Linked DNA regions of Bos taurus: region 2 is linked to region 1. The links are chromatin contacts, called in public Hi-C maps. All regions are on one chromosome and are shown on one strand. Each heading gives the region's core, a stretch centred on a gene start, on an enhancer-like site or on the middle of the called end of the contact. The rest is flanking DNA. Distances are from core to core; before and after follow the strand shown.

Region 1 (3,965 bases), core at 880-3,379:
CTTTATTCGTAGTGATGTTTCCTAAGGCTCACTTGACTTCCCATTCCAGGATGTCTGGCTCTAGTGATGTGAGTGATCACATCATCGTGATTATCTGGGTCATGAAGATCTTTTTTGTATATTTCTTCTGTGTATTCTTGCCATCCCTTCTTAATATCTTCTGCTTCTGTTAGGTCCATACCATTTCTGTCCTTTATTGTGTCCATCTTTGCATGAAATGTTCCCTTGGTATCTCTAATTTTCTTGAAGAGATCTCTAGACTTTCCCATTCAATTGTTTTCCTCTATTTCTTTGCGTTGATCGCTGAGGAAGGCTTTCTTATCTCTCCTCGCTATTCTTTGGAACTCTGCATTCAGATGCTTACATCTTTCCTTTTCTCCTTTGCCTTTATTGTCACCCTGCTTATTTAACTTATATGCAGAGTACATCATGAGAAATGCTGAATGAAGCACAAGCTGGAATATAACCTCAAATATGCAGATGACACCACCCTTATGGCAGAAAGCAAAGAACTAAAGAGTCTCTTGATGAAAGTGAAAGAGAAGAGTGAAAAAGTTGGCTTAAAACTCAACATTCAGAAAACTAACATCATGGCATCTGGTCCAATCACTTCATGGCAAATACACGGGGCAACAATGCAAACAGTGAGAGTCCTTATTTTTTCGGTTCCAAAATCACTGCAGATGGTGACTGCAGCCATGAAATTAAAAGACGCTTGCTCCTTGGAAGGAAAGCTATGAACACTCTAGACAGCATATTAAAAAACAGAGACATTACTTTGCCAACAAAGGTCCGTCTAATCAAGGCTATGGTTTTTCCAGTAGTCATGTATGGATGTGAGAGTTGGACTGTGAAGAAAGCTGAGCGCTGAAGAATTGATGCTTTTGAACTGTGGTGTTGGAGAAGACTCTTGAGAGTTCCTTGGACTGCAAGGAGATCCAACCAGTCCATCCTAAAGGAGATCAGTCCTGGGTGTTCACTGGAAGGACTGATGCTGAAGCTGAAACTCCAATACTTTGGCCACCTGATGCAAAGAACTGACTTACTAGAAAAGACCCAGATGCTGGGAAAGATCGAAGGTGGGAGGAGAAGGGGACAACAGAGGATGAGATGGTTGGATGGACATGAGTTTGAGTAAGCTCTGGGAGTTGGTGATGGACAGGGAAGCCTGGCATGCTGCAGTCCATGGGGTCGCAAAGAGTTGGACAAGACTGAGTGACTGAACTGAACTAAGGTGTGGGAACAGCAAGAAGGAATAAGTAATTCTGAAGAAAAGCCCTTTAAATCACCTTTTATAAGTTGATTTTCCAAAGGACAACACCTACCTGGAAGGATGACTGGGAGCATGTGAGGGTGACCCCTGCAGGTGGGCCTAAGTGAGCGGAGGCCCTTTAGGAAAGACTGCTCTGATTGAAGGGAATAAGGTACCACCTGTGGTCAGAAATCAGGACCCAGACAGCAGTCTTGACAGTGGTGCTTTAGGAAAAAGGGGGCTTCCCTGATAGCTCAGACAGTAAAGAATCTGTCTGCAATGTTGGAGACCAGGATTCGATCCCTGGGTTCAATCCCTGGGCAGGGCATGGCAACCCACTCCAGAAATCTTGCCTAGAGAATCCCATGGACAGAAGAGCCTGGTGGGCTACAGTCCATAGGGTTACAAAGAGTCAGACGTGACTGAGAGGCTGAACACTCTAGAAAAAAGGACTTTGTTAGCAGCAGAGTCGCGTAGACCATTCCTCCACTCATACCCCCTAGACCCGCGGTCTCTGCTTTGAGGGGACGGGGAGAGGTAAGGCAGTGTGTGTCCTCTGGTTCAGACACAGGGACAGACCAGGGCACTGGGGGCCTGCCAGGATTCTCCTGAACCCCCAGCCTCCCCCAGGCTCCTCTCCCCAGCCCTGTTTCTGTGAAGGTCAGAATGTGAGCGCAGAGGGGGCTCCGGGAGGCCCTCCGGGGAGATGGGGTGGTTCGGGTTGGGCAGGAGACAGTGAACAGCCAGGTGTGAGGGCTGCGTTTCCTGCTCCGTTTGAGCTGTGACCAATTCCTGAACTCAGCAAGCCCCATCCTGTCCTGCTGGCACCACAGAGACGTAGGGAAGGGAAGCTGGGCAGAGGCCAAGCCTTGGCAGGCCAGGGCCGCAAGCGCTTGGTGGCCCTTCCTCCAGCCCGCGCTCCCTTTGTTTGTTGTTGTTTCATCGCTCAGTTGTGCCTGACTGTTTGCGACCCTGCGGACTGTAGCCCGCCAGCTCCTCTCTCCTTGGGATTCTCCAGTCAAGAACACTGGAGTGGGTTGCCACTTCCTTCTGCAGGGGGTCTTCCCAGATCCAGGGACCAAACCTGAGTTTCCTGGGTTAGCAGGCGTGTTCTTTAGCCCTGAGCCACCTGGGAAGCCCAGGTCCTCAAGGGCAGGTGTGTTTGTGTATGTGGGGATAGGGGTCGGCGTGGCTTCAGGGTCACCCAGCAGTGCGGGGGGCATGCCCCTGGTAGGGGTTCGTGTCCCTCCAAGCCTGGACATCTTGTCTGTAGAATGGGCCCCTCCCCAGCTCCACAGCTCAAGCCACCCAGTCCCTCCAGACTGGCCGTGAGTGGAGGCTGAGAAGCCCCCATGGGAAACAGGGCCTGGAAACCTCAGTCAACAACTTGGGGAGAGGCAGAGTCTGAGACACGGGACGTGCCTGAACCCAATGCTGACAAGAAAGGACGGTCCCTTTCCACCGCGGCCAGCGGAGCCTGCGGCTTCCATCTTCTGGGTCTGGTGGGCGGGCTTTTCTGAGAAGAGCTGTGCTGGATGCCTCCTTCCCGGCTCCAGAGCCTGGAGGCCGCCCTGTCCTCCCCCTGGGGAAGGATGACAAGGCAGAGAGATAGGAGACAGGCCCGCAGGGCTTGTCACCGTGAGGGGCTGGGGGAGGGGAAGGCCACTGCCTCCTTTTCTGGTCCAGCTAGTTCCAACCCGGGAACTGCTGGCCAAGTCTCCGTTTGTAGAGCTTTCGTCATAAGACGAAGGGAGAAAGGGTGGACGTTTCCCAGGAAATTCATGCTTTAGAAAATTCCCCTCTAGCTAATGCCAAGGGAGCTGGCTGTGCGTTATTTACCCTAAGAAAGGGCAGAGAGGGGGAGGGAGAGGATGTCCCAGGGAGCCTCGAGAACTGTGCAGTTTCTCCCACCTCGGATCTGACCAAGAGCCTAGGATCACCCGAGGTAACCCTTTGAACCCAGCCCCCTCCCCAGACGCTGCCAGCCTGGGGCCCGGGTGAGGGTGGGGTATGGGAGACCTTGCCCTTGGTTGGAGGATCCTTCAGGAGCAATCCAGCCAGGCTCTGGGGTGGCTGCTGTGGGGGGTGGGAGGTGGGAAAACTCAGGCTGACCAACGAACACCCGCTGGGAAGGACAGACTGACTCAAAGGACCTTCTAGCCAGTCTGCCGGGGCCCAGGAGCACACGATGCACAGGCATGGTTCAGCAAGCTGGCCTTCAAAGCCGACTGCTGCCCGGGCCCCTGCCTGGGGTGCCAGGACCCCAGAGCAGCTCCCCTGGGCTCGCTGCTCCATGCTCACAGGCTCTGGGAGAGAGGCTGTCCTGGGGCCACAGTCCACTCTGCTCTCAGCCCCATTTGGAACACCTGTGCCATAGGTCCCATCGCTACCACCTGTGGGTCCCCTCGGGGGGTTTGATCCCTTGGAGATGTTAGGTAGGTAGAATAGGGAAAAGGAGTCCAAAATGGCCGTGGCTAAAAAAGACAAGGAAGGTCCGAGGACCAGAGTGAAGACTTCAGGCAGAACAAACAGAACAAACAGCACTCCTGGCTAAGCCGAATTTGCATAGGGCAGGCCCAGGTGGAGGAAAAAACTTATAAAAGGAGGAGCCAAAGCGCTTTCTCACGGACTCTCTCTCCCGCGTGCATGCGTGCGCGCTCTCTCTCTTTCTCCCTCCCCACGCACTCCTCCACTCTCTTCTCTTCGAGTCTTG
Region 2 (3,965 bases), core at 589-3,088, 71 kb after region 1:
AACCTGGGGATGGAACTCCGGTCTTCTGCATTGGCAGGTGGATTCCTCACCACTGCGCCACTGGGGAAGCCCTCAACGGACACCTGGGTCACCGCTGCCAGAATCTTTCTGTCCTTGCAGCTCAGCACGCAGCCAGTCCTCAGCCAAGGTCTGCGAGAGAACAAGTGCTGCTGCTGCTGTGGGAAGAGAAGTTCCAAGCGGCAAGAGAACCTAAACCTCGGGAGTGAAGCGTCAGAGCCCACCCTAAGGCCTACGGGGTGGTCACGTGAGTGGGAGAGGTCAGCACCTTGCTCGCTCTTTCCCTCCAGAGACAAGATGTTGGGCGGGGTCTCCCGAGAAGACACCCCCAAGGCCAAGTGCACCCCTTGCATGGATCTGGCTTCAGCTTTTGTTTCTCCTTCCTGAAGATGGAGAGCCTGGCCTCCGGGTTGACATCATTCCTTCCTGATGGTGTCCAGGCCCTGGGCAGAGCAGCGGGTGGGACCAGAAGGACAAGGCAGGCCACGGGAGTTCCCCACTCGACCTTCACATGGGATTGCTGAGCCCAGTTTACGGAGTGAGAGAGAGAGACACAGCTACTGCTGCTGCTAAGTCGCTTCAGTTGTGTCTGACTCTGTGCGACCCCATAGACGGCAGCCCCATAGACGGCAGCCCACCAGGCTCCCCCGTCCCTGGGATTCTCCAGGCAAGAACATCAGAGTGGGTTGCCATTTCCTTCTCCAGTGCATGAAACTGAAAAGTGAAAGTGAAGTCGCTCAGTTGTGTCCGACTCTTCGTGGACCCCTTGGAGCCTACCAGGCTCCTCCATCCATGGGATTTTCCAGGAAAGAGTACTGGAGTGGGGTGCCATTGCCTTCTCCGGACAGAGCCGCTGTTAAATGACGGCCCACGTCACACAGTACTGGGTGGAAAAGCAGGGCTGGGGGTCCTCTGCTGCCGTGCCCCTCCCCCACAGGCGACAGAGGCTGGGGAAGAGACCAGGCGGGGCTTGTGCACACCTTGTGTCACACAAGAACCCTCTGTGGCCAGCATCTCAGACTGGCTCTATGTCTGTCATGTGCTGGGCAAGGAGAGAGAAGCTGCACTGACAGGACAGGGAAGAATGGCCACTGTGTCCCCTGTGTCGCCCGGAGCCTGGGGGAGCAGCAGGGAGGGGCAATGGGGAAGGACCCCAGTGGGAAGGAGAGCTGGAGGGCTGTTTCTGGAAGGCAGCCAGTCTGCCGAGGCTGAGGAGTCCCAAGAATAATCCGCCCCGCATGGCGGCTCTAATTTACAGCCCGGGTCCAGGCTCCAACTGGCAGGAATGAGACCAGCTGGAGCTTGGGACCTGCTGTCCCCGGCAGAGATGGTCCAGGGTGGGGGCCAAGGCCTCATCCCCGTGCCCTGCATACAGATCCCAGCAGCTGGTGCCTGGGCTTTCCCTGCTGGCTGCTCCTCGCTGTCTTTCTCTGTGTGAAGGTTCCGAGCCTAGGGCAGAAAGCAATGTTCCACCAAGGCAAAATGTTCTGGCAGTGACCAGAAAAAAGGGAGGTGAAGACAGAACAGCTGTTCTAGGCTTTTCCAGCTGACCCACAACTCCACAGCGAGCACCCCAAGCTCCATATCCACGAGGGCCCCTCACACCTGCAAGACCGCAGCCCACGGGACGAGGGCCCAGACCCGGGGCCTGGAGAATGGCCTGCACACAATGGGAGCACCTGTTGAGCAGGAATCACAGAGAGGCAACACTCTGCAAGGCATACGCGCTGGGGGTTCCCGGCGTGAGGTACAGGCCGGTGCCTGCACGTTCCTTACTCCATCACCACAAGTCTCCCTCCCTCCTCCAGCCTCAGCGAGGACCAACCCAGCAGCCCCACGGGCAGGAGGGGGATGGGAGCCCCGCCCCGCCGGCCAGCGGCCCTTCCCCGGGTGCTGGGCCGGCTCGCTCCCGCCACCTAGCGGCAGTCGCGGTCCTCACCTGTAACAGCCACCGGAACAGGGGTATGGGGCGGTCGCCCACCGGCAAGTAGACGCTGCTCAGGAGGCCCTGGCGCAGGAAGGTGAGCTGCCGGGCCGGCGAGGACCTGCGGGGGCAAAAGGACAGAGCGGGAGGTCAGGGAGGCGACCCTCCTCCGTGACCCTCTCAGCGAGGCTGAGCGGGGGCGTCCGGATTTCAGCTTCTCCGGGACTAGAAGCGGTCACTGCTGTGGACAAAGACGCTCAGTGCAGGCAGCTGCTGGAACAGAAAACAACCCACAGCGCCATTCAGAATCATCTGCTGCCCACGAACACGTCTCACGATGTCTTTTGCTTTTTTTTTTTGGCCGCGCCCTGCCAGGCTTGCAGCATCTTAGTCTCCCCGCCAGGGCTAGAACCCAGGTGCCTGGCAGTGGAAGGGCCAGGGAAATTCCCCTCTCAGTGTTTTACACACAGGACTGGGGAGAACAGTTTGGTTTTCCTGCGTGATGGAGGGGGAAACTGAGGTGCTGACCAGTTTTGAGAAGGGTCTGGGTTGTGATGAGGAGCGTGCCCGGGAGCCTCGCCTCTTAGCCCGGCTGCAGCCGGGGGACAGGATTACAGGGCAGGACAGGCGGCGTGGGGCGGGCGTCTGGGTCCGGTTACACAGAGCATGTCTGCCCCATCTTGTGTTTTTCCAAAACAAAGGGGACACCTGAGAAGACGGGAAAAGAACAGGCAGGGGCCCAGGACGGGGAGATCTGGGGAAGGAAATAACTGAGGGTGGCAGAGGGGGTCTCAGGAAACCATGTGAACAGCAACGGTCCTGACCGGGGGGCGGAGCGGGGGTGGAGGGGCACCCCGGGAGGGGGACCCCCGTGCTTCTGGGGCCATGATTTCATGGCAAGCTATCAGGCCTCACCCTTCTGCCCTGAGCTGCTGGCAAGGGGAGGAGCCCTGGTTTGAGCTCACTGTCACCCTGGGAGATCACCTGGACCCATGGGACCCCAGATCCCCGACAACGAGGAGTTGATGTATTTTGTGTGATTTTCGGGCCTCTGGTGGAAGGTGCCGGACTTCACTCCCCTCCTGTACTCCTGGCATTCTGGGGAAGTTGGGTTTGGGGTTGAATCCTCCCTAGAGGACAGGGAAGATTGGCATGCTAAAGTCCATGGAGTCACAGAGTCCAACACAACTTAGCGACTGAATAACAACAACCTAATACTCTCTCTGAGTCTGGTGAATGCCTCTTTGCTCTCTTTCTAGATAATGTCCTAAAAGCAATTAATAAGGATTCCAGATAAATGAAACCGTTAACTTCATGTCCATTTTTCTTTTTTTAACAACCAAATCCAGGCAAACAACATTTCGGACGGCATTTAAAGTCATGACTCTAGATAGAAATTTCCTCGGCCGGCCCACCCTCCTCCTCCTCCTTTTAAAAAGGACATCATATTTTAATCTGCCAGGAACAGAATGCTCCAAAACAAAGATGCTCCTCCAAGCCAAGTTGCTGTCTCTTTGAGTATATCCAGGCAATTTACAAAGTGTGTACTTTTTCTCCACCACCCCCCCAAAATCATTTAAGTTCAGAGGAGAAAGCAGCTTTGTTCCTGTGTTTGTGAAGCTGACGGTTCTAAAGCAGACCTTTATTTGTACATACAAACACGTGTATACCCCAGGGCTGCTGGCACACACCGCTTCTGCCCCATGTGCCCAGTCACACAGCCACTTCATGTGCTGACCCCGGCAATGCCTGTGTGGTTCATGCACAGCCCCGCAAACGCAGACAACAGCCAAGCCAGCCACGTCTGGAGGACCTCACAGATTGGCAGGGCCTGGCCGGGGGCCATGTGTAAGGAGGCCGGCGCTCCAGGGACTCCAAGAAGACGCTGGCTCTGGCATTCTGCTCAGGGGGCACCCGCCAGCTTCTCTGTAGGGGAATGGATTCTACAAGCCCCTGCCGGCTCAGATCAACACATTTCCAACTGCTGCTCAGAGAGAGAGACGCCTCTTGCTTGACGATGTCT

Evidence for each region. Hi-C and Micro-C count contacts between places; a contact is called where the count stands out from the background.
Region 2: a contact with region 1 is called in a Hi-C map of liver, with 7 times the contacts expected there. The contact joins two enhancer-like sites. A contact is called at or near these places in 4 of 11 Hi-C or Micro-C datasets (blastocyst, liver and skeletal muscle).

The regions. Positions count from the first base shown.
Region 1 is chr11:2,836,407-2,840,371 of ARS-UCD2.0, forward strand. All of the region lies in intron 14 of FAM178B (family with sequence similarity 178 member B), which reads right to left. Among named protein-coding and RNA genes, the nearest start is that of SEMA4C, 12 kb to the left of the region's middle. Within about 2 kb of position 2,130, at least 38 of the 102 cell types and tissues checked have an H3K27ac peak or open chromatin away from gene starts, as enhancers often do. A contact at or near this core is called in liver, where this site is marked.
Region 2 is chr11:2,907,588-2,911,552 of ARS-UCD2.0, forward strand. It overlaps FAM178B (family with sequence similarity 178 member B), which reads right to left. Exons shown (of 15, transcript XM_024999286.2): 7 at 1,958-2,063. Among named protein-coding and RNA genes, the nearest start is that of FAM178B, 29 kb to the right of the region's middle. Within about 2 kb of position 1,839, at least 50 of the 102 cell types and tissues checked have an H3K27ac peak or open chromatin away from gene starts, as enhancers often do. A contact at or near this core is called in liver, where this site is marked.